7 separate regions of the Mus musculus genome follow, and all the other regions are linked to region 3. The links are chromatin contacts, called in public HiCAR-type, HiChIP or PLAC-seq and promoter capture Hi-C maps. All regions are on one chromosome and are shown on one strand. Each heading gives the region's core, a stretch centred on a gene start, on an enhancer-like site or on the middle of the called end of the contact. The rest is flanking DNA. Distances are from core to core; before and after follow the strand shown.

Region 1 (3,847 bases), core at 1,028-3,527, 1.3 Mb after region 3:
TTAACCTCTTAAAAAATTTAACCTCTTTAAAACTCACCCCTCATCTAATTTTCTCGTAGTGCCATTAAAGGAGAGAAGAAAATGGTGATGCTCACTAAAGGGGACATGGAAACAGGAGCTCTTATCCTTGCTGGACTCACTTCATATCTCAAGTGAGCTGCTTATTTGATTTAAGAGATCTTAGGCTTAGGTGAGAAATTTCTGAGTTAATTTTGCCTGAATTTTCTCCTTTGTATAAACTGATGGTTTTATTTTATTTTATTTTATTTTATTTTATTTTATTTTATTTTATTGGTGGTCAGTAGGTCCTGAACTCTGTTTTCAGGAACCATGCATATTTGGTGTTGTTTGTTTGCTTGTTTGTTGTAGTTTTTGTTTTCACCAGCCTTTCCTTCTTAGAGGTCTACAGTATTGGGGAAGTGGCTTTCAGTTGACTGGGTAAGTAAAATACTAACATGTGTGTACCCTTTGATTTTCACTACAAATAGATCAGTCATAAATCCTAAAGCTAAACCTGTAATAAAGATTACTAAGATTCAGTAAGTCCCCAACTGGTTTGAAAATGTGTTCAAATATTTTGTCCTACCCATAGGAGTAGCTGTAATAAACTGCTTCATTATAAAAATCATGCAGCATGCAATTATTGGCATCATTGTGCCCATTTGTTCTCTCATTTTCTCTTTTTGGAAACAAAATTCTTTGTTTTAAAAACAACTTTCCAGTGGAATTTCCTATTTTGAATTATGATGTGAAATTTAAGAAAAAAATAAAAGCTTAGACTGTGATACAAATGAAAGTAGATCTTTTTAAAAATAAAGGATTGCAAACTATAATTATAAATGACTCACTGTTGATTAATATAATAATAATTTTCTCAGGGACTTTGCTGTAACATATATAGAAACGCCACTATGGAGAGACTCATAAATGTATTATAATTTGTCAAATTTTATTTTATTTTATTTTTTGTGAAAAACTAAAAAAAATGGATGTAGTGTGGGTATTAAGGAGATAACTTACTTCTGCAGGACTTTAGTTTCTGAGGCCCTAAGAAATATTTATTTTCTTTCTTTAGTATTGAGTATTCCAGCCCCTTTCTAGTCTTTGTTCTTGTGTGTCTCTTTGTGACTGAGTTTTTGTCTTTAAATACCCTGAGTAGTCAGGGAATGTATTCTGGTCTGAAAGCTTTGATATTGTATTTGCTAGGTCAGCTAGGGCTTGTGTATATGTAGGGGGAAGAAAGCTTTTAAAATTAAAGAATGTATTGGCAATCTTGTTGCATAACAATGGCCTTGTCCTTGCCCCTCACCTCCCTGCTGAGTTTCATCATCCATCAGCCTATATTCAGAGTGTCTCTGTTCAGTGTCTCAACATCTGGGAGCCATGCGTTAGTTATATTGTGGGCACTTTTCTATATAAATGTATTAAAATCTCAGAGTATTTCTGAAGTAGAGGAAAGTTCAGATCAGGTTAGTGACAATAGACAGCCCATGATGAAGTGGGAAATCTCTGTGAAGGTAGAGTCCAAATGGACTGACAACATTCATAGAGAATCCATAAATCAAAGACCCTTGCAGATTTCACCAATGGAGCCCAACACCTTTTAGGTGTTGGGAGAAGTGTGAAAATCACCAGCAGCTCTTGAAAGGCCTTCACATGCATTTCAGATGTTAAATCATTGGAGCCCATGGTGTAGAATTTCCTTGCTGTTGCAACTTCCTGTATCTTAATTATGTAGAAAGAAGTGAAACCACAAAGAAAGGTGAGGTTAACACAGGATGTGGGGGAATCTCATCTGTAACCCTGATAAGACTGGGAAGCTTCGGTGCAGTTTTCATAAGTTATCTTTTGACTTTTTTGGAATAACATGGACTGCTTGGTCAAGAATTGAATCCACAACAATAGCTGGCATTTCCCCTTGCAATAGTGTGAAGTACTTTGCTGTCAAAGGGCTTTTTTTCAATTAAGAAAATGTTTTCTAAAACAATCACTCCATGAAAGTCACAGGCAAATGGATGGAACTAGGAAATATCCTGATTGAGGTAACCCAGTCACAAAAGAACACACATGGTATGCACTCACTGATAAGTGGATATTAGGCAAAAAGCTCGGAATACTCACAATACAACTCATAGACCATATGAAGCTCAAGAGGAAGGAAGACCAAAGTGTGGATGCTTTAGTCCTTCTTAGAAGGAGGAACAATATACTAACGAGAGGTAGAGGGTAAGAGGGACTTCGCAGGAAGAGAGGAGTGGGAGCAGAAAAAGGGGGCAGGATCAGATATGTGAGGAGACAGGGTGATGTATAGAGAGTCAGGAAATTGAACAGAGGTGTGTAGCAATAGGGGATGGCTAACTAAGAATAGCCACCAGAAAGTCCCAGATGCCAGGAGAGCAAGGGAATCCCAGAACCCAATGGGGATGACATTAGCTGAACTACCCAATAAAGGATAGGGAGAACCTATAGAGACCATATCCAGAGGTTAGGCAAGGCCCCCAGTTGAGGGATGGGACCACCTCTCACCTCCAAAATTTTAACCCAGAATTGTTCCTGTCTAAGGAAATATGGGAACAAAGAGTGGAGCAGAGACTGAAGGAAAGGCCATCCAGAGGCTGCCCACCTGGGGATCCATCCCATACGCAGACACCAAACCCAGACACTGTTGCTGATTCTAAGAAGTGTTCGCTGGCAGGAGCTTGATACAGCTGTCTCCTGAGAGGCTCTGCCAGATACTGAACAATACAGATGTGGATGAATGTAGCCAACCAGTGGACTGAGTGTGAGAATCCCAATGGAGGAGTTCGGGGAAGGACTGAAGGAGTTGAGGGGTTTGCAACCCCATAGGAAGAACAACAATATCAACTAACTAGACCCCTCAGAGCTCCCAGGGACTAAACTACCAACCAAAATGTACACAGGGAGGGATCAATGGCTCCAGCTGCATGTGTAGCAGAGGATGGCCTTATCTGGCATCAATGGAAGGAGAGGCCCTTGGTCCTGTGAAGGCTTGATGCCCCAGTGAAGGGGAATGCTAGGATGGTGAGTCAGGAGTGGGTGGGGGAGCATCCTCATAGAAGAAGGGGGGATGAGCTAGCGGGGTTCCGGAGGGGAAACTGGGAAAGGGGATAGCATTTGAAATGTAAACAAATAAAATACTCAATAAAAAAAAGAAAAAAGAAAAAAAAGATGGGCTTGTAGCAAGATTATGGAGCATTTTCTTAATTAATGATTGATGGGGGAAGGCCTAGCCCATTGTGCATTGTACCAAGTCTGGGCTGGTGGTCTCGGCTTCTATTAGAAAACAGCATGAACCAGATGTGGAGAAGAGCCAGTAAGCAGCATCCTCCATGGCCTCTGCATCAGCTCCTGCCTCCAGGTCCCTGCCTTATTTGAGTTTTTGTCCTGCTTGCCTTCAGTGACAGACTGTGAATGTTGAAGAATAATGTAATTAAAGCATTTCTTCTCCACCTTGCTTTTGGTTATGGTAGTTACGACAGTATGCACAAGCTTCATGCAAACTCATATGACACCAGTAGTCAACACACCTGAGAGCAGAAAGAGAGCATGGTACATTGTTATATTTTAAGTATTCAGTTTTCCAATTGATATTCCTCGACACACACTATCCATTCTGTTCTTCATATGATTAGTCTACATTATAACTTTTTAATTAATTCTTTGGGAATGTCATACAATGGGTTTTGATCATATCCACTCCCTCTTCCAACTCCTCCCACATGCCCACATCCTTTACCTATCCACCCAACTCATCCAACTGTGTAGACTCCTTTTTAATCCTGCCAAGTTCCATTTGTGCTGCCTATACATTCTAGGACTTGTGGCA
Region 2 (3,769 bases), core at 290-2,789, 1.0 Mb after region 3:
GAGCAGCACTGGTGACCCTATGCATAATAAGCGGTCCAAGATCAAGCCTGATGAAGACCTCCCCAGCCCAGGGTCACGGGGCCAGCAGGTAAGACACACAGGCTTTCCAGGGGCCTTTTCTTCTCTCACGGTGATTTGGGATCAGTTCCTCATCCTCTCCATTTATACACAACATTTCCCTACCCACTGTGTTCTTGACATTGGCCATGTGTTTGAAAATGACCCCATTAGCGATTGGCTGAATTCATTTCTCTAGTTCAAAACCAAATACTTGCAGTGAAGGATGTTATGTGGGGATATGTGTTCTTCATAGGTGAGATGGCTTAGAAGTTTGAGCCATCGTAGTCCAGAGAGTGTTTGGTTAGACTCGTCTGTTTCTGTTCATAGATGTGATGAGGCTTCTTATCACTGACCTCGACCCTAAGTTCCTGAGCTTCTGGCCTCATGCTTCAGCTCAGCAGTTTATGATGTCCCCTTCATTGATTATGTTCTCCACTTTTCTTATTTTGCTACTTTGTACTTGTTCAAAAAGCTCAGAGAATCAGAAGAGACTCAAGTCCCGCCAAATAGATTCAGGACGGAATTGCTGATCACTTAAATCCGCCTCTTCTAAAGAACATGTAGGGTATGCCCAGATTGCCGTTTCTTATGCGCTTGAGCCTGGCATGGCAGGTTTGATCAGTGCTGTTTCCCTCAAGTCAGAGCTTAGTGAGAGTCTTCAGGTCCATGCAGTCAGAACTTTGTTATCATCTGTATGGTTCAACCCAGTCCTTACTGAAGGAAGGCAATGGGTCCCTCCATGAGAATTTTGAAGACTGAATGAGGTTATGATAAGGAGGGAGTTCTGAAATAATCCTCGTCATAGCGTGCTGGAGAACAAACAATGTTGCTGCTTACACCATGGTGTATTCATGAACAGTTTATCATGTTAGCCTACAGCAGGGCTCAGATCTGTCTGTGTAGCTAGTGCCTAGAATCCTGGAGAGTGTTTGCATTGCATTTACTAAGAAGCTGTTGCTGACGACTAGGAAAGTCTGTCCAGAGCATCGGGTGTTCTTTCCACGGCCTCAACCATGAGTCAGACAAGCATTTCCCTGAAGACCTGATATTAAACCAAGAAGGTGTGTGATCCCTAACAGAAAAGTCTACAAAGTACCTCTCACATCAGGGGAGAGAACTAAAAGTATGTCAGTGCCATTCGCCTGCATTATAAGATATAACAATAAATAAAGCGATCGAAGACAATCAAAACAACCGAACAAGATAGGGACAGTTTGGAATAGGATGTAAAATATGCTACTCTTATGGGTTTTGTTGTTATTTAATTTTTGCCTTGGATTTTTTTATTTGTTTATTTTGTTGTTTGTTTGTTTTAAGATGTCAGTTTTGTTCCTAGTCTCTGGAGCAGGGCCAGGTTTCAGCTTTTTTCTTTCTTTTCCACTCTGCCTGATTTTCCCTCTGTTTCTTGCCTTCACCCTTCCAGGAACAGCCGGAAGGAACAACCCTAGTCAAGGAGGAAGCGGACAAAGATGAAAGCAAGCAGGAGCCTGAAGTCATCTACGAGACAAACTGCCACTGGGAAGGCTGCACCAGAGAGTTCGACACCCAAGATCAGCTTGTGCATGTAAGTGGCTGCTGTGTGGGGACGGACGCAGCTTCCCAAATCAGCGACCTTTGCAGGAGGGCAGCGGCTCTGACCCTGCGCGGAGTCAAGTTTCTTAGCTGGCAGCACTGAGAACTGGAGGGGGCTTTATGATTTTCTGAGAATAAAGGAAACCCTGAGCCATGGTGCTTGACCTGTTCAGTCAGCTAAAGCTTAGTGTAAAATTCAATAAAGTCTTCAATAGAGAGTGTAATGACTCTGATCCTGTAAGCCAGAAAACACTATTTTGAGTTAGAGGCTTTGATGGTTATTGAGTAATAGTAAGCTGGACATGAATTATTATTAACCTTTTAACTAAGTTTCAGTCCCCTTCCAGGACTCAGTAACAATATAAAAATATTACAAAAACACATGGGTCCTTTTACAGACCTCAAAGTTGAAGGAGCCTCCTATTATTGTATGTAGCAATGTAGCGCTTTATTTTTGACCTGAAGGCAACATTGTGGATTAAAGCTTGCATGGAAACAATTTTGTTTAATGATGGAAACCTTACAGTAGTCACGTTATGACACCATTCCTTCTCTTACCAAACCAAGGGCAGATATCTTGAGTGTTATTTCTGATGAATACCCATAGCTCCTTTGCTGTGTCTTTGTCATGCTTGGCACAAACTCAGATGCCAGTGGAGCATTCTAGCCATATAAGACCAAGATCAACTGCCATGGGACAGCATTTAGAGTGTCTGGAATAAGAAGATATAGGCTGAGATGATGTCTCTACAGAAGCGCAGTGTCCTGTTAAGGCACTAAGGATGATTGTACCAAATAGGACAGTTTCTTATGATTGAGCATCTCTATAGCGCAGTGGTTCTCAATCTTCCTAATGCTGTGAGCCCTTTCTTCATGTTGCCATACTCTCCCCAACCACAAAATCATTTTGTCGCTATCTCGTAACTGTAATTTTTCTATTGTTGTGAATTGTAATGTAAATATCTGACATGCAACCCCACAAAGGGCTTGTGCCCTACAGGTTGAGAACTGCTGCTGTAGCGATTGTGTCAAGTCTAGCACACGAGATTATGAGAAACGTGATATACAGAATGTTAGATTTCACCTCTTACCAGCAGGACCTCACTTCTTCTCTTTAAATCATGCCTCTTTGTATATGTGTAAGTAGAAATATAGATTTCTCAAGTACAGCCAAAAAGTAAGTCAAATGTTTTTAATTAGCGTGTATTTTCAGGTTTTTCCACACATGAAATTTGATGTTTTTTTTTCCTTCCTCTTTTGTTTTATTCGAGGACTAATTTTAGGCTAAGTCTGGCTTAATGACTCTTTATTTGTGCTGACTGCTTTAATGGAAAGCACAAAGGCCTTGTAGGAAGTATTCTCAAAGAGTACCATATGCCAGGAACATTACCAGTGAGGATGAGCGCTATAGTAGCACCTGAACCTTATCGCTACCTAACTGATACCAAGGCCTGTTAGGGTTTAGGGTTTTTTTCCCCCTTTTTTATCTTGTAAAAGCATTGTAAAGGCAGCAGCTATTGCAGTTATTTTATATAATCTCAATGCCAAGATTCCTGTAATGTCTCAGTAGATTTGAATCATTTCTGTGAGAAGGGTACTGATGCTACCAGTTGAATGACCATGGTGTTTACAGTTAAATGGAGCCCATCTTCACTCATATGACTGCACACATACAGCAGCTTGTGAAGATTCTAAATCACAGAGAGGAGATTGGTGTCTCTGGGTTTAGTCACGACCCAGTGTGGTACCTTTATGACCCTAATTTTAGTCTAAACTGAATACCAGAGTAAGCAAACTGAATTAAGTGAGTTAAAAGTTATAGCTTGAAAAACCTGTGGTTCCCATCTGAAGGGTAGAAATTCCACACGTGTGCAATTCAGTTGCTTGTACACTGCCCAAGCTATGTGCTATGCTGTCCTGCCCTGGGTGCTGCTGGACACAATAGTGGTGACCCTGGGCAAAACAGGTGCTTTGTATTTTTTTTTTTTTTATTAAAGTAACAGGTATTTCAAGTCTACCTAATTACTTTGGTGGGAGATGGAATATATATCAGTTTTTAGGGAAAGATGGAAGCCTTAACCATTTTGGTTTTTGCCACTTTCCTTAGAGTGCAGACATTTTCTTATTAGTTGGATTT
Region 3 (3,757 bases), core at 993-3,492:
AAACTCATTCGTTGATGTAGGGGCTCATTGTACACCGAAACATTCTTAAATCATTTAGGCTTCTGGATGTTAGTTTCTTTTCATCTTGTGTATTATAGTGTTCCCAGTGTTCATAGCTTCTCCCAACATTTGGTTGTATCTGGAAAGCTTTGGCAGCAAATTCCTTACCATAAATCTTGCTTTGCAAAGTTACTAGCTGAGCAACGTGACTGTTCTTGACGTTTACATATACTGGGGAAGGGGAAGTAGAAGGGAAGAGTGAGGAAGATTCTGCTTTTTAATGGAGCACTGAGCTCTTTTACCATTTTTTGCATTTTCAGTTGATTGTCATACACAGGAGTTCCTGACTCTTGGTACTTAAGCTCACCTGCTTTCCAGTCAGTTTCCAAGCTTTTCAACTCTCCAGCCCTAACCTTTGCCTCGATGTAAAGAAGAGTAAAAACATACTCAGTGGGAGGGGTCGGTACTTCTCTAGGATTAGAATTTTAAGTTCCTGGCAACCAGTGCAATGGCCCCTTTATTAGCTATAGTTTGTGTCTGTGACAAAATACTTCCCTCTCTGTGGCCTTTGGGATTGTCTTTTGTTCCACAATTATTTGCCTTTTGATGAGTTTTTACTTCCCAAATGTGTGTGCCATCCTCTTGTAGGGGCCATGTTAATGTTCTCTGGATCACTTGGGTTTTAGTTTAAAATGTGCTGCCAAAGGAAGGACATTTGATAAGTTTCTTAATGGTTATTAGACCGAATGCCCAAGTAGGTCCTTATTAAAATTTTTTTTGTAAATTTTTTAGTATATTTACATTTTTCCTTTTACTTTTCTTGATTATGGACCTAAAATTTCTGTTAACTGAATATCTGATTCTTGCTCTTTGCTGTGTTTCAATTCCTTACTGTACTTTCTAGTCCACTGATGTTTAGAATATGCCTTTACTTCGAAGAGCTGTTTCCTATCTGTGCCTTCAGCCCTTAAATGAAGAGAAGCTTATTTGAGGGCCAAAGTAATCAGGTAGCTGAAGGTTCCAGTTACAAGGTACTTCTTAAGGAAACGTGCTGTTGTATGTGCCTTCTCTGTCCTCCAAATCCAAGCCGGAGAAGGTTGGGGAGTGTTGAGTTTGTGAATGAGTCTTCTTGTAGATTGTGATTGTCAGATTTCTTTGGAAGTTTTTACGTATTTACTGTTTGAAGGGAAAAGGTGTAGGGGGTGGGAGCATTGGAGGAGCAAGGAGGCTAGGGGCAACATTTAATCAGGAAAATTTCCCATTTTCTAATGGTGCCTATTTTTTGTTGGGCTTCTTTCTATCTTGACACCTGTTTACTTACATCACAATAAACTTATTTCTGAGGGAGGAATGGGCTGGCTGCCCTGGATGGGAGAAAGAACTCTGGTATGTTATTAATGGAGTCTTTTTAAAGAATGGTTTTAATTCTTGCCCCCCCCCCCCCCCCCCATTTAGACACACCTGAAGTTCCAAAGCCCTCTGGAATTTGTGCTTGATAAACCCTGGCAGGCTTTGCTGAAGGCATTTACAGCGTTGTTTGTGCCTCAGGGGCAAAATACATCTATTTACCCTTTAGTTTAGAACTAAATAAATTCGTGTGTAATGTATTTGGAATAGCGCTGGCTACAGAGCTTTTTTTTTTTTTTTTTTTTTTTTTTTTTAGTATATTTAAAGCACCGAATGAGATATTGCTCCTGTCTTAAGATTTTGGTAGTGTGTCTGATCTGAGTTACTTCTATCCTTAAAGTAGTACTTGGGACAAGGAAAACACAATTGAAATCTAATACTTAAAATAATACTTAAAAAAATACTTAAAATTAGTTTTGCTTTCTCAAACTCCCCCTCACCTCGGATAACTTTGAACTAAATATCCACAGCCCCTGAAGCTATGCAGTTCTCTGCCCTGTTCGGAAGGACAGCACATTTAAAGGTTCCTTCTATGTAAAGGCCAGGATGATGCAACTAAAAATGCTTCCGAGTGGCGTTTGGAACCTCATGGTTCTCGATTTTTATTTTGCTAAAAATATCCAAATCTGAGACCCAAATAAGTTTTAGCATTCAGGACTCAGTGAGATTGAGACCCAACCCTTGACCCGCCCCTGCTGGCTGGGAGCTCAGGTTTCCGTCGCTTTGGTAGCAGAAGCCGGTTGCCCTCAACAAATATGGTCGCTGCGGTGCCGCCTGGGACTCAAGCTCAAGCTCACCGGGCCGGAACCACGTAATGCCAGAGGCGGGACTCGGCAGGCGGAGTGCCTCTCAGCAGAACAAGGTGAGGACTGACTGGTGAGCTGTCTCTGCAGACTGCCTCTGTGTTCCCTCGCCATGTGCGCATGGTGTCTGGCGCTGCTGGTGAGGATCCGGGGACCAAGGGAGTGAGTGGGGAATAGAGGGAGGTGGAGAGGGAGGGCATGGGCCGGGTCTCGGGGCAGGAAGGGTCAGTACTGCGTCTTCCCTACTCTGGCCTCTAAGCACTAGGCCAGCTGGAGCCTGTTTGATCCGGACTTGTTGGATCAGGCCCAGCGGTGCAGGTGGACATACCAGAATGGGAACCACACTCACGCAGAAACACTTCACCCCAGGCTCTCGCACCTTGTCATAGTCCAACAGCCAGGCTGGCCACCTGGTGTGGTGTTCTGGGTCCTTCCATCTTTTCCTTCAGAATGGGAACAGGAGGCCAGTTGGTTATCCCCTTTGTTCTATTGAAACATTGCTAAGTTGACATCACATGCAGAAATCAGACAGTCTTGATTGCTTGATATTCTAAACCCTGTGGAAATCAAGAGGCAACTCCTTAAAAGACTGTATCCGGGAGTGGCAGCGCACACCTTTAATCCCAGTATTTGGGAGGCAGAGAAAGGTGGATTTCTGTGAGCTCAAGGCCAGCCTGGTCTACATATTAAGTTCCAGAACAAGCAGGGTTATGTGGAGAAACACTGTCTCAAAACACAAACAACAATCCCCCCTCCACCACCACCCCCCCAAAAAAATCCAACAAGCCCCAAGAAAACAAAAATCATCTATTGAAGGAGTAAGAGGTGAGAGATCCTAGGATGACTAGTTTAGGAGAGCCTCTTGTTTGGACAGTTTGTGGATTTTTAATATTAAGCAGTTGTTTTTACATTAAAAAAATCAGTTCTTTGAGAATTTCATATCATGTGTTTGGTTCATATCCACCATGGATGACTCAACCAATCCCATACTCCACCCCTCCTTCAAGACTGCTTTGTACTACCCAAATAGTCTAGGATGTGTGGTCTTCCACTGAAGGGTGGGAGGGAGGCTACACTCCTAGAGAAAACTGTCTCTCCCTCTCCCAGCCGCTCAGAATTGCCAGCAGTTGCCATGCTGGCTTAGGCTTGCGCAGGGTTGGTGCATGCTGTGTCCAGAGGAGGTTTCATTGCAGGTCTTACCTTTTTTCCTTTCACAATGATCCCTGAGCCTTGTGAGAGTAACATATGAGTGTTACATATGTCCCTTTTAGGAATAAGAGTTATATGTAGTCTTTTAGTCTCTGCACCTTGGCCAGTTGTGAGTATTAACAACTGTGTTAATAACTATCTACTGCAATAGAAGCCTCTTAGATGAGGGTTGAAAATACATTCATTTATGGGTATAATAATAAGTCAGTTTACACTATCTAGCAGCATAAAGTGGTAAGTTTTCCCCTAGGGCCTATGACTTCCCTAGCATAGGTTCGTAGCCTAATAATGATGCCAAGTATGGGTTTCATCCTATGGAGTGGCACTTAAATCCTATA
Region 4 (3,928 bases), core at 1,251-3,750, 1.4 Mb after region 3:
CTCTGACTTACTCTCTCCTTTCTGGGTGACCTGAGCCACTGAGACGCTAAGCCATGAACTTGGGACAGTAGCCCTTGTCTCCTGAACAGTATTCATACCTAAGCTGGCTTGTTGTAGGCTGTTTCTGTCTTTGATATTTATCGTTTGTTGTTGATGACACCTTTTCTGTGTCTGTCACAATCATATCTGGCTCTTCTCATAGGAACAGCACCTGGAGGGCCACAGCCTTCCTTCCACTTTCTTATGAGAAGGGCACTTGCAGGATCATTTGTTGCTTGGAGTGAACGTTATGATTTAGGCAAGAACTCTGTTTTATTTCTTTGGATATTAATATTATGTCATTACCTTGAGTACTAGGCAATAAAAATAAAAACTATTAGCTTTCTCTCTTTCTCTCTTTTTAAGTTAAGTATGGCTATCTCATATTTGCAAAATTTACTTTGGGGAATTCACTGTTGCATTGATGGAGCTGTTACTAAACGGCTAAAGTGAAGAACCCAGTTCTTCATTTACTTTTTCTCAGTGAGTCCATTATCTTCGAAGACATTGGGTATGAGTCAGCCCATCAAGATTTGTTTCTTGCCACCACAACTGCCCTTGGTTTAACCCAAAAACTGGCTGAGAATGTGCTGAGGGCATATGAGAATGTGGGTGGGGATTGCAAGGCTGCTATTTGTTGCCTGATATGAGTTTCTACTCATTGGGTACCATGCATGCATGAGGAAGCAGGGTCACTTCAATCACTAATACTTTGCATAATTGGATTCTTTTCCAGTGTTATAGTCTGGGTTTCCAAGTTCTCTTGCAGCACAGATGGAAAGGGAATTGGGTGAAATCTTAAAATCATGACTCTAACTCAGGGCTTCTCACTGTATAATCATTGCTAATTTTTCTAGCGTGGGCACCATCCTGTGCTGTGCATTGTAGGAGAGCTCTTAGCATTGGCCTCTGTTCAGTAGATGCCAGTGGCACCTCCTTCCTGGTTATGACAGCTGAACGCATTGTCAGATGTCCCGGAGAGAGAAACCAGTTCAGCTGAGAACCGCTGTTCTGGAGTGAACAACAACGCTTTACTTACGGAATTTTTCCTTCTTTTTCTTTTCCCATTTTTTAACTGTAGCATCTGGGGCCACTGTTCAGATGACAGTCTTCAATATCCTGAAGGCAGGTCCTCATAGACAGCATGAGGCCTGAAGGGATACTCAGGTGGTTCTGAGAAAAAATGTGAGTCTTAGGAATCAGGGAGTTTGGGGTTAACCGTCTCTTATTTGTTGTTTTGGATACAGTTCAGAGCAATGTGAATGCCCCCCTTTCCAGTTCGGTTTTGAACTATTCATTCTTGTTCTAGCTTAGAAGCACACAGCCCCCTAGTTGGATTTTTGACTGCAAAGTGCCGCTCCATCTCTGGCCCAAATCCTGGTATCTAACATTTGGCCCAAACTAGTTGCAGGCTGTGGCCTGTAGGAAACAGACAGGTTTGCCAACCCCATACTCTACCAAAGCCGTTTGATGGGATGGTTAGACAGGGACTTCCACAGTTTACTGCAGCAAATATCATTCAGAGTCCTGCCCATGTTTTCTGGATGTTGTGCTGTCTCTTGTGGGGGAGAGGGTAACCCTAACCAAGGAGGCCAGGTCTTCCCCCCCCCCCCACCACCCCTTAAGCCCAGAACAACACGTAGCTGATGAGAACACCTCAAAGGTTCTTTTCATTTTTATAGTCACGTTTCATGTTTACTTTCCCAGCAAGGCAGGCAGAAATCATGAATTTTTTTTTTTGAAACAGATTTTTCATAGGAAGGAACCAAACACCCTGAGTTATCAGCAGCTTGTCTGTGCCTCTGAACCACCAGCCTCCTGTCATTCAGTTGAATCAGAGGACACTTGTCAGTCACCTGCTTAAGGTGTCCACATTCTCTGGCTTGCATGTTTCACTGAATCACAGGATCTGTGAGCAGCAGCTAACCACAGAGTCAGAGTCGTGGAAAACGGCTTCCTTTCCAAGCCTGTCTCCTTGCTTCAGGGATAGTGAGGGAAGAGCGATTAATAGCCTGCATGAAAGCTTAAGGACATACGGTTTGCTTGAGAGGAAAAGTGAATATTCTCACGACTTGATCTCTGCCAACTTTATATGGGCCCAGCTGCTGCACAGGGCAAACACACTAGTCCAGAGTTAGCTATGCCCCTAAGATGTGTGTCACCACAAGCCACCGGCCAGCACTGAAACGCAGGTTTCCCTCATCCACACAAAGGAGCTCTATCCTCAAAGGAACTTTGTTTCTTGACCAGCTCACTAATTGTGATTGAAAACACCAGCTCCCCAGCAATGCTCACGCATCCGAGTTAGCAGAAACAAGACAGGCCCTAATTGCTCCATTTACATAAAAGTAGAAACATACAACTTCTAAATATAAATCTCTGGCACATCTCTTCTTTTGCAATTACAGTAAAATAAGGTACCAGTTTCCCTCCGGGCTCCTCCTCACAGCAAGCTGCTCCCGGGGTTCGCTAGTGGCTGCTCCTCCAGGCAGCACCGGGCCAGCGTGGAGTTGGAGCTTTGTGAAGTAGCCAGTAAATCAGAACGCCTCCGCTAGGTGCAGAGCGCGGTGGCAGCGGGCCACTCTGCCAGTGCGGTAGTCGGTGGGACCGAACTCTACACTCGGGAAGGGGCAGTCTGCGGGTGCGGGGCCTGAGCTGCCGCTCGCCTCCGTTGGCCAGGAGACCGGCAGCCCCACTGCAGGTCCTGGTCCCTGACATTCCCTGGCACCGAGGGCTGGGATCAGAGATTCCCGGCTGCACTCACTGAACAGTGATTTTTTTTTTTTCTTTCCCCTCCCTGAATTCTTTAGCTGCCAAAAGGGGGGGAAAAATCAAGAGCTGCGCTTTTAAACGAAGTTGCCCTTGCTGGTGTTCAGGGTAAAAATAGAGGCGGCCGCTTGGACCAGCTTGGCCCCTGAGTCCAGGCGTCCCGCGAGCCGGGCTGGAGCTGCGCATTCGGGAGTGATCCCTGGAAACTGCCAGCAGGTGCTGCTCAAGGTACGGTGGCAAGCTGAAAAGGGACAGGGCCTGGGTGCAGGGAGTCTCCGCGGGAGGGGCAGGAAGTGAAAGAGAAACCAACCCCGCTCAGAGCTGCGCTGACCAGCGCACGCCCTGGGCCCTGGAATTCAGCTGGGAAACGCTGATCCTCAGCCCAGAATATTCCACAGAAGCATTTTAACCTACCTGCTTCCTCCACCACCCCCACCTGGATTTCCATGGAGGAGAGGAGGCTTTCCCAAAGTGGTTCCAGCTCTGAGGTTGGGGGAGATTCAGCTACGTCATAGCTGCTAGACTGGCTTAGCAGGTTGGCACTTTCAGGGTGTCAAAGGCCAACAGGGTCTCAGAGTGACCCTGTGTGAGGCGGCCCCTGCAGTCAGGGTCTTGAACATTCTTATGACACACATGCTTAAGAAACTACAGGGATGCTCCGAAATAACATTCTTTTGTGACCACTGAGTTTTGATCCTGAAATTATACATCCCACTTTATAGATGGAAACACTGAGGCTTGAGTTTAAATTAGGAGGGCGCCCCGGAGCTGGGGTCTGATTCGGGCACTTTTCTGTGCCAAGCCAGTCTACAATCTACATTCGGGTGCAAGTGGGACTTTCCCTGAAGTTATGTGTGAGGCAAGAAATGAGTTTAGATGCTCAGGGATTCTTATCAAACAGCATGGAAGTGCCTCTCTTCCAAAGGTTTATGTTCACCCCGGGGTTGGGGTTGGAATGGAAATGACTATCACTGATTATCTTTCTGTCTTTGCCACCCATATTCCTGTCATTTTCCCCTGCAACTTTATTTCCTACTTCAGTTCTCTTATGCGGATCTTAGAATACTCCTTCCCCTTGCCCCTCCCCTTCCCCCACATATAGCTAGCATCCACACTTTGA
Region 5 (3,962 bases), core at 253-2,752, 1.1 Mb after region 3:
TGATTCACAGAATCCACACTGGGCAACCTTACAACCAACTGTAACTCCAGCTCCAGAGGATATCATGGCCTTCTCTGGCCTTCCAGAACACTTAGACAGGTGGCATGTAGCAGAACACGAGAGGGAGAGAGAGAGAGGGAGAGAGGGAGAGAGACGGAGAGAGAGGGAGAGAGAGGGAGAGGGAGAGGGAGAGGGAGAGGGGGAGAGAGAGAGAGAGAGAGAGAGAGAGAGAGGATGGAGTATGATTGTGATAGTCGGGATGCGGTGTTGGGGATATAGATCCATTGTCCAGAACCTCTCAGAATATGCCAGAACATAGCTTCATCCTGCTTAGGAAATGAAGTCCTAGCCATAACTGGTCAGAGGAACCTGATGACAAAGCTGCCCCTCTCTGAGGGCAAAGGCAAGTGCCTGAGTTACCTGGACATGGAGAGGGGGGCTCCTTTCTACTTACCACTTACTTTAGCTGTGGAGCCCCAATTGTCTCATCTACCTAACAAGATAATCAGGACAGAATGAATTATATAGGATGCCAGTGGGCATCAGGACAAGGCTGAACATTGTTGCTGTGCTTCCAAATACAGGGTTCAACGAATTCAATATGGATAGGCAACCCTTCCAAAGATGAAATAAAGAGGATGCCAAAGGGAACCAGCTGACTAGAAAAGGCACTCTGTAGGTGGGGGTAGGAAGGCGTGGTGCATAGAGGCAAAGCTGATGTATGGGCAAGACTGTGGCTTGGACACACAGCCCACACCGACAAAGAAATCTTGGATTGGGGACACCAGAACTGAATTTTACAGAGTAGCTAACTGGGACGTATACTTTTGGGAGAATATGGAAGAAAGTGAATGGGAGAAGCTGCAGCTTCCTTGGGCGATTAAGCCTCATACACAACGGTAACAGAGCATTTCAATCAAAGAACAGCTGCTGTTGCACGGTGCCAGAGGGAGAATCCTTCCAGTCCCTTTTCTGCTGCTTCTATTTCCGGTGTTAGCCAGAGAAAACAAAACAAAACGCATCTTTGGAACACACTACCATCACTCTCCATTCTCATGGGACGCCGCTGTCCTTTTTCCTTCCCCTTCTTCCTTCTGGGCGACCCTTTGCACACAGGGGACGACCCAGGTCCTGGGGCGCAGAATCACGGTTTAGTTATTGGCTTCCTCGCTGAACCCCTTTGCTGTGCTGCTTCCGCCACCGCGCGGCGACATGCGGAATGGCTGCCCGCAGGCCCGCGCTTTACTTTGCCAAAATCCCCAGGAGAGCATCGTTCCTCTCGGGTGTTAGCGAGAACCTACGTGAGCAGATAAAAAGCGTCTTGGTTTGACTATTCCAGGCATGTAGTGTTTAGAATCAATCGGAAGCTGCTGGAGAGGGGCGCCGCTTCGTGGAGTGGCTTTCCTGGATCTGGGCCAGTCTCTTCTTAGCACGAAATACAAATAAACAAGGATTCCTCGGTGGCGCAGGCTGTATTGGCGGATCTGCTGTGACAAGAGCGCTGTTGCTGACAGGGTGGGTCTAGGCTCGGTTTGGCATCTCTACTGTGAAGCAGCAGCCGGCAGCATCCCGCAGAGAGCCAATTCAGCATTCTTGGAGCTGTTTTTCCTCTTCTCTCCCCCTTCCTTACTCTTTCTGAACAAGCAAAATGACTTCCCTCAGGCCCTTTGGGAGATAGAGCATGAGGCCTGCCCCAGGGAGCCTTGTGCCTAAGTGGATAACAGTTCCGCCTTTGGCAAACCAGTTTCCTTAATTTCACAGTGGGCCCAAATCACCGCGCAAGGACAGTGAAGATTGAATGAGGCTTCTTTGTCTCGTGCCCACTTCTGCTCGCATGGCCTAGCAAGGTGCTCCTTTTACATGTTCCCTTTATTCAAACTGTTTGCCTTATCTGTGACCAGGCAACCTTTCAAACACGAATGTAGAGGAGATCAGGACAGCCAGAGCTACTAAGCATGTAGAGTGAGGGCAGATATGGGTGACCACAAGTCCTGGGGGTGGGGTTGGGTGGGGGTTGGGGTGGGGGTGGTGGGGAGAAGAAGGGGGAAACAGATCTGAAAAGCAGAAGAGGAGAGAGGTGGAGTCAGCTGGCTAGTGCCACATGATTGGTCAGGGACAGAGCTGGCCCAGTGTCTACTACCCAGAGGAAAACAGGACAGCAAGAAAGGGGTCCTTCTCTACGGGGGCCTTGGATCCAGAATACTGTGTGAGAGAGGACAACAAAAGCCTGGAAAATGACAAAGTCTGGGGGAAGAAGCTTCCAGCCAGGGTGTCAGGAGGAGAGCCCATTAGGGAGGGAAGGAACCGGGCACCAGGAGAACATCTCTTTGACTTCAGGTGCTCTGGGAATCACGCGCATGTGAGTGGGAATCTCAGAGTCAGGATTAGTCTCTGAGAGCCTTGATTCAACTTATTGGTCTCTCTCTCTCTCTCTCTCTCTCTCTCTCTCTCTCTCTCTCTCTCTCTCTCTCTCCCCATCTCTCTCTCTCTCTCTCCCCATCTCTCTCTCTCTCTTTGAGACAGGGTTTCTCTGTATGGCCCTGGCTGTCCTGGAACTCACGCTGTAGACCAGGCTGGCCTTGAACTCAGAAATTCACCTGCCTCTGCCTCCCGAGTGCTGGGATTAAAGGCATGCGCCACCATCACTCAGCGGCATCTCTTCGTATATAATTGTGTGTGTGTGTGTGTGTGTGTGTGTGTGTGTGTGTGTGTGTGACTTACTGAGTCCAATTAGTACTGGCCTTTTGTTCATGTGTTTACATCTGATCACTATGATTGGAGCTCCTTCCTGAACAAGAACAAAACAAACAAACAAGCAGGTTCACGGGATTTAGAGTTGGGTAGGACTGTCTAGAACCTTCATAGCATTTCTGACAGTGTGAGAGCTCTGAGGAAAATGCTTTCTGGTCAGTATCAGTTTCATTTCTGTCAGTTCCATGCCCAAAGTATGTGGTGTCTTCAGCAATAGGGAATTAACATCAATTATTCAAGCGAGCAAAAGCAATGGTAAAAGTCTATGTTGTTGTGGGGTCTTTCGAATCCCATCCACCAAAAACTCAAAGTAAGATATCACTTGCATGGCACTGTGTTTGTTTTCTTTTTTCTGTGGGGGTGGGGGGTGGCGGAAGAGAGGGGTGGGAGGTTAGTCTATGGTTTTGGGGGTGGGGGGATTAACCCGCCATTAAAGCTACATCCATCTCTATGTCTGTCTTCTGTATATCATCACTTGAATAAAAAATTCCCACAGTCATGGGTATTTCAAAACTTGGTCCTCAGATAGTGGCTCCGTTTAGGAAGGTTTAGGTGGGACAGCCTAGCTGCAAGAATTATGTCACTGGGGGGCAGGCTTTGAGATTAAAACGCCATGCATACTTCAAATTTATGTTTTCAGATTTCTACATGTGGTTCAGGATTTGAGTGCTGAGTTTCCTGTCCCCGCCACCATTGGCTGCCATGCTGTCCCTCCTGGTAATAGCCTTTTACCCTTTGGAACTGTGGGCCCAGATAAGTCGCTTTTCGTGAGCAGTCTTAGTTGTGGTATCCAGTCGCAGCAGCAGAAGAGTAGCTGATTCCAAGCAGCTATTTGTATTTTCTTGGACTTCAGTCAGTTTACTGTGTTTGTTTTAAGTTCATTTAAGTGTTTGCTCATGAAACGTGTGTATAATTGTTCTTTTCAATTCTGTGTCCTGAGGTTAACATTTACATAGGACTGGCATTCGGGGGGGGGGGTGGGGGGGCAGCGATGACATGCTAACCTGAGTCTTCTCTTCTCCTCTCCTCTCCTCTCCTCTCCTCTCCTCTCCTCTCCTCTCCTCTCCTCTCCTCTCCTCTCCTCTCCTCTCCTCTCCTCTCCTCTCCTCTCCTCTCCTCTCCTCTCCTCTCCTCTCCTCTCTTTCCTTTTACTTTTCTTTCTCTTCTTTCTTTCTTTCTTTCTTTCTTTCTTCCTTTCTTCCTTTCTTTCT
Region 6 (3,626 bases), core at 186-2,685, 1.1 Mb after region 3:
GTTGAGTCACGGGTGCACAGACAGCTTTGTCTTGTGAAGACAGAAAGCATGCAATGTATCAGGAAGGCCACTACTGAACTTGAACTGTGACTTTGGAATAAACAAAAAGTGAGGGTAAGACTGAAATAGGAGAAACACAAGAAACAGAGGGTCTCATTAACACGATTTGGCTTGGTTTTGTTATCCCTTTGGGGGAAATGTTTACAATAGCACCAGTAGTGATGGTAGATGGCCAGTAATGGGGTGCTGGAGAGGAACTGATGGGTATCAGAGAGAAGAGGGTACACTTGGCTCCTTCAAGCTGAGTTCTTCCCTGTAGAAGGAAACAGGATAGCAGGTAGGAAGGGCACCCAGATATGCAGCCTCCCTTCCACTGCCTGCAGCCTTGGTACCTGGAAAGCAGAAACATGATAACACTAGGAAGAACCAGGGTCAGAGACAGGACTTTTCTCCACTATTGTTGTCTGCAAGAAACTTCTGCATGTAATTCTTCTACTGCCTGTAAGTTGTTTCTCTCCCATTGCAAGGATACAGTTTCCTCATTGCTTGTTCTGTTTCCTATCCTGCCACAGTTCTGTGCAGCTCAGCTAACCCTTCTTTCTGTGTCTTTTTTTTTTTTTTTTCACTTACTGAGAAGGCTGTATGAGTATCTGAAGTGAGAGGTGGTCTGGCCAGTGAGCTAACCACGTAGGCAAAGAGCAGCACAGAGCCAGCCTCGCTTATTGGCCTTGCTTGGGACATGAGGCTGGCTTCTATTTTTCTTTTTTTAAAATACTGACCAAGGTGACATTTTGGGCCTGGGAGGATAATTCTCACACTGCTTAGACCTAATGAGACCTCCTTCTCAACCTCCAGCTAAAGAAAGATTCACAACTAAAAGCTAAAATTTCATTGAATCTCTGCTTTGAAAAGGGCCCAGGCTTACAATGTGTACTTCTAATGCAGGAGTAAAGGGTATATCTCAGTAGTGGTGGCCCTCTTGGTCATCAGTTTCCAGGCCATTAAAATAAAAGTCCTATATAAGCATTTAGCTGTACATTTAGCCCAGCGTGCCACTCCTGTTTGTGCTAAGGCCATGCTAATTGAAGAGCTAACAAAACAGACCTTTCCATGGTCATTAATGAGGAGAGGTGGGAACCTTGTCTGTGCTCTTTTCTTGTCTACATCTGGGACCCTTTGCCTGTAGGAGGGGCAGGGAGAACACTTTCCCCAGGAGCAGCCTGCATGGTCCAGCTTGAATACTCCCTGCTTCTGGATTAGCACTCTTCCCCTGCAGCTGGGAAACCTCCTGTACTCAGAAATTCCAGGGGCCCCAACATGATCCAGGCTCAGAAATTGGGCCTCAGCCCCTTACTGTTGGCAGGCACAAGGCTCCAACCCTCCGGGGCTTGTAGGAGCCAAATGCACTGTGGAGGTGTGATTCACTGAGTTCCCAGAGGAATGGTACACAGCCAGCTGGCAGGGAATTACTGAATGTCCAGGCCAAGGAATTCCATTGCTGTTAGCTGGAAACAAGCAGCCAGCTACCTCCCTTCTCTTGCTTGCTGGCTGAAGCATGGAGCTGGAGATAAGCCAGGGATCTTGGGAGAGGGGAAGAAAAGGGGGGGGGGTCTAAGCTGCTTGTGGCCAAGATAAGTCTGTGGCTGGGGTCCTCAGCTGAGTTAAGTCAAGAAATATTTTTATTTTCATTTGAACATGATTCTTATACTCACAAATATTTACCCAAATCATACTTGGATATACTGCCCAAAAGAGATTTTTTAAAAATAAGCAGCAAATGGGAGACAAGAAAAATAATATCTATGCCATAGCTCAGGAAGAGTCTATATTCTGAATAAGAGATTTCCTCCCCTGTACCTTGGATGCTCTGGGGTCTCTAGGAGTGATGCTACTGGTCTATTGCCTAGCCATTCTCAATTCCTTAACTCTTAACAGACTATGGTGTCCAGGAAGCCAGGTCCCCTGACACTTCCCATTTGACCCGCATCCTTCTAAACATGAGATCATGGAACATCGTGATAAACTTTTCACTTCAAGTTTAAACAAAGAATGAAAACCAAAACCCTACTCAAGCAGCTTCTCCTTCAAGTTTAAATCACTTGAATTGGGGAAATAGTTAAGATCTTTTTCACCTGCCCTTGCCCCATCTGCGTGTCAGTAACAAACACCTTCTACAACACATCCTCATAGCACAGGACAAAGAGTACTACACTGGTCCACAGCACTGAAGGTAAGTAGCAAACTTCCCATTCTGTTGCCTTGATCCAGGCTTTCTTCACTTACTGTGAAGTTTTGAGCAGTTTAATATCTCTTTGCACAATTCTACCAGAGCATCTGACAGCCCCCAGCATGCTGATGACACCAACGAGTTTGAAATGCATTCTGAGGCTGTTCTAAATCAAGTAGATTTAACACAGAGCCAAAGCTAAGGTTTTAAAAACAAGCTGACTCTAATGTAGCCTTGCCAACCACGTGCACTAAAATCCTAGCTTCATTTAGTCACAGAGTTTTTCGTATAAGAAAGAATGCAAAACAGATTAAAGGGAGGTTTGGTCTGTTACTGTATCTCGGATGTCAGCCCCAACTGTTGATGTTACACAACTCACTTCCAGTACTAATCATCTGGGGAATTGCACGAGTGGGACCTCAGAAACGAAGACTGCCGGAAATTCAGATGGAGGCCACAACTTTAGACCATTGATGGTTCTGAAAAGGTGAAAATGCAGGAGTTTCGATGACCTTGTAGGGTTAATAGTTACTAAGTTTATTCACAGAACTTAGAACAGCACCATCCTTATGTTTAATTTTATTATAAAGACTACAGCCAAGGACCAGAGTGGGGTGACACATAGGCCAAGGTATGCAAAAACCCTCTCCCCGTAAAGTCAAATGTGTACCTGAGGGCACATTAGTGTGTCCACCAACTAACGAGCTTCACTGAGTTTTGTTTTACAGATGTTTAATGCAGGTTTTTTTTTTAATTTAAGCAAAACTTATTAAATCATTCGCCACCTGATCTAATGAAGTTGACCGACTGTTCCTGCCTTCCTGCAGAAATAAAGCCAACTCACTGTATTAACCCTCGAAGCACAAGCATGGTTTTTTTGGTAGCCAACCCCTATTATGACACTTTTTTTTTTCATGAAATAATATCATTGGTATGAACTCAGATGTGATTCTATAGTCTTTAAATAGTAAATGTAGTCCTGTTGCTGGGATAGTAGTACAGACAACAGCTTCATTCTACAGGTGGGAATTCCTTTTTTTCTTGGAAACCAAGAGGTTCAGAACAAAGACCAAGATGTGCCTGGAACTCTGAGATCCCAGGTCTCTGGTAAAGCCTTGATGGAGGCTGACATTTGGACACAGTATCAACACCACCAATAGCTAAATATAAGACATACACATGCTGAAGCATCGAAGTTTTTTCGAGGACTCATAATTGTAGATACAAAATGCTTATCCCTGAAATGATAAGAAGTGCACAATGGAAATTAGGATTTCCCCCCCACACACACACACACTCGGTCAATATTTATTTAATTACAGATTGTTTTGTTTCAAGGCCTCTTAGATCTTCCTATTATTTCCTACTTCCCTCTTGAAAATTTAGATGGAAACCCCAC
Region 7 (3,701 bases), core at 334-2,833, 1.1 Mb after region 3:
CAATGGGGATTCGTTTATTCATTTCTAACCAAGTCCTGGCTTCTCAGGAGCCCCCTAATGCTTCATGTCCCCAGAGCAGGAATCAGAAATTAGTCTTTACTTTAAGAAGTGCTGTTTCTAAGTTCTTACTGTTTTCCTGTTTTTATGGCGTGTCAGACAGCTACAGATGAGTCAGAAATATCATTAACCAGCTGGAGCTGCAGCAGTCTGTCTGTGAAGTCTCTGGAGAAGGCCCCTCCCACAGCAAGCTATAGCTTTTTAAATAATCTGTTTGAAAGATTGACAGGTGCCACAAAAACAATTTAAATTATTTTGTTTATCTGAAATTAAAGTGCATATTGATATATAAGGCCTATTTCAGCCCTGATAGTTGGTGATTTGCACCGTTTTTCTATTTCTGCTCCCTAATGCTTTAAGGAATCCAATCACAGTGTGTCCCTAGCATAATCCATGCCATGACAGTCATGGAACTTTTCAGAAATACTGCTTATCAAGCAATACACACAAGAAGATGTCAGCCCAGCTCAGATGAAAAGTGGGAGGAATTCTGGGGGAATTTGGTTTTCTTTTAGGTAAATCATTTCTCTCCCTCTCCCAAATGTGTTTTATTATGAATTAAACTTTAATGAAGTCTAAATCACTTTCTCACGTCCCTCCTTTTTACAAATGTCTCTGGGAACCCAAATCAAGGTAGCCAAAGTGTGTACAGTAGATAAAACCGGGCAGAGGGAGCAAGTCCCAGCCAGAGCAAGAGAATAGAGTCTGAGAGCCATATATGCCCATGGCTCACCACCACTTTCTTAGGTGTTTATACATGAAACACTACTGTGTTCCCTTCTCTATCACATCTATAATACTGTGTGTGTGTGTGTGTGTGTGTGTGTGTGTGTGTGTGTGTGTGTGTAAGAGAGAGAGAGGCAGAGACAGAGAGATAGAATATCACGTAAACTTGGCAGTATTCTAAGGACCATATTTTCTTGCTTTCGGGTGTACCTTATACTGTGACAACACATATGGGAATATTTGAAATTGCTGGGAATGCTGTGTTATTTTGGAAACAGGTGGAGACAGGAAACTCTGCTATTTTACTAGCAGAGTAAATAAATGAAAAGGCAGAGTGGTACTGGCCAATGTTTGAAGGGTTCAAGGTCTGCATGTCCTACTGTGACTGCTTTTGGATATGCTTAACCGAGACTTTTCATGACAGCCTTGGGAGGAATCGCTCTCTGCTGTCAGGATCCTGCTGACTAGAGAAAACAGGCTTGGGAAGCAGCCAGTGTTTGTCTACTGATATGCGAGTCACCTTGGGCGGTAGGTGGCAGGAGTGAATTTCTGCCCAGTTCTGAAGAGTGCTGTAACTTCTCCTCTCAGGGAGTTCCTGAGAACTGAGCCTACTTATCTAGAGAGCTGTGCTTTCCAAGTGGAAATTGAATCTGACCAAAGGAAGGGGGGAGGGTGCAGAACAAAAGCAAGAGGTACCTCCAGGCTTCCCCAACTGATTGAATAGCTGCTCTATGTAAGGCTGTGTGAGTGCCCACTGTGGCTAAGCCACATGTTTGTTACAGCTGAAGGTTAGGAAAACTGCCTGCTCTGAACTTACTCACATAATGAAGCACGAAGAAAGGACGGTGATTAGCTCAGTGAAGTCCATTGTAGGCTTCCATTCTACTGCTGCTAGTGAAAAGAAAAGCTTCCCTTTCCTTTCCCTTCAGGTCTCTCTTCTGCCCTTCTCCAAGTCTCCTTGGTTCACAATTGGGCCAGAGCTGCCCAAAGAGAATTCCTCGAAATAAAGAGGTGCCTTCCACTTTCCCCAGTGGCAAGTAAGCTATTGAATTCTCCTGCCTTTCTCTAGGCTCTCACAGACTAGGGTGAGTGGCAAAGATGGAATTATGGCCCTTGGCTCATTCTGCTAAAGGCTTGATCATAGTTGGTGACTATCCAACCTTAGTTTGATCATTATGCCGGTTATGGTAATATCATCAATTATCATATCCTAAGCCAGATGAAGTTCCAACTGGAAGTCCAGTCCTTGGACTTAGCCTTTGTTGGAAATGTGCTGGTCCCAGTGTCCCCTGTTTATTCAAACAGGGAGCATTTAGAGTGTCTCACACACACGGCATTGTAATTTATACCATCTATCTCTTTCCGGTTCTTGGGCCTCTGGCAAATTACATGTCGAAGTGTTGGATTAGTTTAGAATTTAATCATGCATTATTTTCCCTTCAATTAAATTATTTATATATTTGATTAACATTGTCACTGTTAGGAAGTCAAATTTTCAGTGAAAACCACAAATAAACTCACAGTCATTGAATTTCAGGCCAGCTTCACTTAGAAATCAGTCTGTCTGTTCAGTGTCAATTGTCTATTCATTGTGTGTTGTCTCAGTGAGCTTGGATTTTAGTAAGAGAAATGAGTGCACTCTTTGACCTTCAGGTAGAACAATACATACAGCAAAGTGTGGCTGAACTCCCTCACTTTCTTGGAGACTTTTTGCCCTAGCAACCTGGTTTTTATTCCTTTCTAGATTCTTTTCTTTAGCATGAAAACCTACCTCCATCTACTTGTACTATTTTATGTTTGAGTACAAGAAGGAAGCCCTGTAATCATTTCAGCTGGAGGCAAGACAATGATGGGCCTATAGGTCAGATCCAAACTACTGCCTGGTTTGGGGGCTTTTGGTGTGTGTGTGTCTGTGTGTGTGTAGCCCTTGAGCTGAGCCCATCAGTTAAGTATCATTTTTATGCCTTTAAATAACTGAAAATAAAATGCTAAGAAATATTTTTTGGCCTGTGAGAATTTCTGACATCCATAAGTAAGTAGCTCATTTTCTCATTGACACTGAGTCTACAGCAGGGTACAGGGATGCTTTGACAGCAGAATCTGGTTTATAAATAAAAGCTTGCTAACCCTGTGTGTGTGAGTGAGTGTGTGTGTGTGTGTGTGTGAGTGTGTGTCTGTGAGTGTGTGTGTCTGTGAGTGTGTGTGAGTGTGTGTGTGTGTGTGTGAGTGTGTGTGTGTGTGTGGGAGAGTGTGTGTGAGTGTGTGTGTGTGTGTGAGAGAGTGTGTGTGTGAGTGTGTGTGAGTGTGTGTGTGTGTGAGTGTGTGTGTGTGTGAGTGTGTGTGTGTGTGAGTGTGTGTGAGTGTGTGTGAGTGTGTGTGTGTGTGTGTGTGTGTGTGTGTGTGTGTGTCTATCCTTCGGAGTGTTCAACTAACCTATAGGCACAGCAACCAAACAGTTATTTTAAAGGCAAGTAACTATTTAAAACTTACAACCCCATGAGGCTTGTGATTTCTTAGAATCTTAATTTATAAGTAATTCCTGGATCTTAAAAAACGTTCCCTTTCATGTTAAACACACTTGAATGTCCTACAGAGTCCAATAGGTACCTCTATTTCCTTATGGTAACAGACTACAGCATCTGAGAAGCTCTGTTCACTTCTGCTTTAGATCATCGAAGTTCCTTCACAGAAAGATAATCTTGCATACATGCCCCCATGTATGCATGCCCCCATGTGCGTGCTCACAAGTGTGAGCGTAATCACTGTTTGAATTTAAGAGAAGTTTCAGGAAAATTCTAAAACATATTAAGACTGCAGTCTACTCTATACACTACAGAATATGGAGTTTTAGTTATCCAGCACTGGCCCTTCTTGCTCTTCCTTGTGTGGAGACAACAGCACTGGGGCTGCCTGCTGCT

What was found. Promoter capture Hi-C pulls out the DNA fragments that hold promoters and counts their contacts. HiCAR-type assays count read pairs that join an accessible place to other places. HiChIP or PLAC-seq counts read pairs in DNA pulled down with a chosen protein or histone mark.
Region 1: an H3K27ac HiChIP or PLAC-seq map of acute myeloid leukemia shows a contact between it and region 3, with 4 times the contacts expected there. The contact joins the enhancer-like site here to the promoter of AW209491 in region 3. A contact is called at or near these places in 5 of 39 promoter capture datasets (3T3-L1-derived adipocytes, cranial neural crest, embryonic stem cells and 2 more), 3 of 115 datasets of contacts at active chromatin or transcription factors (acute myeloid leukemia, embryonic stem cells and stem cell-derived neural progenitor cells) and 1 of 9 other capture datasets (embryonic stem cells).
Region 2: a contact with region 3 is called in a promoter capture Hi-C map of frontonasal cranial neural crest, with 5 times the contacts expected there. The contact joins the enhancer-like site here to the promoter of AW209491 in region 3. A contact is called at or near these places in 5 of 39 promoter capture datasets (cranial neural crest, embryonic stem cells, epiblast stem cells and 2 more), 4 of 115 datasets of contacts at active chromatin or transcription factors (embryonic limb bud, embryonic stem cells and stem cell-derived neural progenitor cells) and 2 of 9 other capture datasets (adipose tissue and embryonic tail).
Region 4: a HiCAR-type map of fibro-adipogenic progenitors shows a contact between it and region 3, with 12 times the contacts expected there. The contact joins the promoter of Inhba here to the promoter of AW209491 in region 3. A contact is called at or near these places in 8 of 39 promoter capture datasets (the 3T3-L1 cell line, 3T3-L1-derived adipocytes, hippocampal neurons and 5 more), 6 of 484 Hi-C or Micro-C datasets (Th1 cells, cortical neurons, myocytes and 2 more) and 2 of 115 datasets of contacts at active chromatin or transcription factors (astrocytes and fibro-adipogenic progenitors).
Region 5: a contact with region 3 is called in a promoter capture Hi-C map of hippocampal neurons, with 20 times the contacts expected there. The contact joins the enhancer-like site here to the promoter of AW209491 in region 3. A contact is called at or near these places in 20 of 39 promoter capture datasets (the 3T3-L1 cell line, 3T3-L1-derived adipocytes, the C10 cell line and 14 more), 3 of 15 datasets of contacts at CTCF or cohesin (the NIH/3T3 cell line, embryonic stem cells and stem cell-derived epiblast-like cells), 5 of 484 Hi-C or Micro-C datasets (bone marrow-derived macrophages, cortical neurons, ganglionic eminence and 2 more), 29 of 115 datasets of contacts at active chromatin or transcription factors (the NIH/3T3 cell line, acute myeloid leukemia, astrocytes and 16 more) and 3 of 9 other capture datasets (adipose tissue, embryonic stem cells and liver).
Region 6: a contact with region 3 is called in a promoter capture Hi-C map of neural stem cells. The contact joins the enhancer-like site here to the promoter of AW209491 in region 3. A contact is called at or near these places in 9 of 39 promoter capture datasets (cranial neural crest, embryonic stem cells, frontonasal cranial neural crest and 6 more), 6 of 15 datasets of contacts at CTCF or cohesin (the NIH/3T3 cell line, embryonic stem cells, large pre-B cells and 2 more), 33 of 484 Hi-C or Micro-C datasets (the AML12 cell line, B cells, the C2C12 cell line and 22 more), 18 of 115 datasets of contacts at active chromatin or transcription factors (the NIH/3T3 cell line, Th17 cells, astrocytes and 9 more) and 1 of 9 other capture datasets (embryonic stem cells).
Region 7: a contact with region 3 is called in a promoter capture Hi-C map of epiblast stem cells, with 10 times the contacts expected there. The contact joins the enhancer-like site here to the promoter of AW209491 in region 3. A contact is called at or near these places in 12 of 39 promoter capture datasets (the 3T3-L1 cell line, the C10 cell line, cranial neural crest and 9 more), 7 of 115 datasets of contacts at active chromatin or transcription factors (astrocytes, embryonic limb bud, embryonic stem cells and 2 more) and 1 of 9 other capture datasets (adipose tissue).

The regions. Positions count from the first base shown.
Region 1 is chr13:15,934,569-15,938,415 of GRCm38.p6, forward strand. It overlaps Gm31450 (a long non-coding RNA gene), which reads left to right. Exons shown (of 3, transcript XR_001780863.2): 2 at 60-152. It also overlaps the pseudogene B230303A05Rik. Among named protein-coding and RNA genes, the nearest start is that of Gm31450, 4.8 kb to the left of the region's middle. Within about 2 kb of position 2,278, at least 23 of the 459 cell types and tissues checked have an H3K27ac peak or open chromatin away from gene starts, as enhancers often do. A contact at or near this core is called in acute myeloid leukemia and neutrophils, where this site is marked.
Region 2 is chr13:15,660,907-15,664,675 of GRCm38.p6, forward strand. Gli3 (GLI-Kruppel family member GLI3) reads left to right here. Exons shown (of 15, transcript NM_008130.3): 9 at 1-88; 10 at 1,484-1,624. Among named protein-coding and RNA genes, the nearest start is that of 4933412O06Rik, 140 kb to the right of the region's middle. RefSeq lists an enhancer at 3,448-3,769. Within about 2 kb of position 1,540, at least 6 of the 459 cell types and tissues checked have an H3K27ac peak or open chromatin away from gene starts, as enhancers often do.
Region 3 is chr13:14,628,016-14,631,772 of GRCm38.p6, forward strand. It overlaps AW209491 (expressed sequence AW209491), which reads left to right and starts at 2,243. Exons shown (of 2, transcript NM_134067.4): 1 at 2,243-2,349.
Region 4 is chr13:16,009,351-16,013,278 of GRCm38.p6, forward strand. Inhba (inhibin beta-A) reads left to right here and starts at 2,501. Exons shown (of 5, transcript NM_008380.2): 1 at 2,501-2,740; 2 at 2,850-3,036. It also overlaps the pseudogene B230303A05Rik.
Region 5 is chr13:15,758,094-15,762,055 of GRCm38.p6, forward strand. No RefSeq gene overlaps it. Among named protein-coding and RNA genes, the nearest start is that of 4933412O06Rik, 43 kb to the right of the region's middle. Within about 2 kb of position 1,503, at least 157 of the 459 cell types and tissues checked have an H3K27ac peak or open chromatin away from gene starts, as enhancers often do. A contact at or near this core is called in the NIH/3T3 cell line, adipose tissue, astrocytes and 13 more, where this site is marked.
Region 6 is chr13:15,740,541-15,744,166 of GRCm38.p6, forward strand. No RefSeq gene overlaps it. Among named protein-coding and RNA genes, the nearest start is that of 4933412O06Rik, 60 kb to the right of the region's middle. Within about 2 kb of position 1,436, at least 97 of the 459 cell types and tissues checked have an H3K27ac peak or open chromatin away from gene starts, as enhancers often do. A contact at or near this core is called in the NIH/3T3 cell line, astrocytes, embryonic fibroblasts and 6 more, where this site is marked.
Region 7 is chr13:15,706,263-15,709,963 of GRCm38.p6, forward strand. All of the region lies in intron 10 of Gli3 (GLI-Kruppel family member GLI3), which reads left to right. Among named protein-coding and RNA genes, the nearest start is that of 4933412O06Rik, 95 kb to the right of the region's middle. Within about 2 kb of position 1,584, at least 42 of the 459 cell types and tissues checked have an H3K27ac peak or open chromatin away from gene starts, as enhancers often do. A contact at or near this core is called in astrocytes and epiblast stem cells, where this site is marked.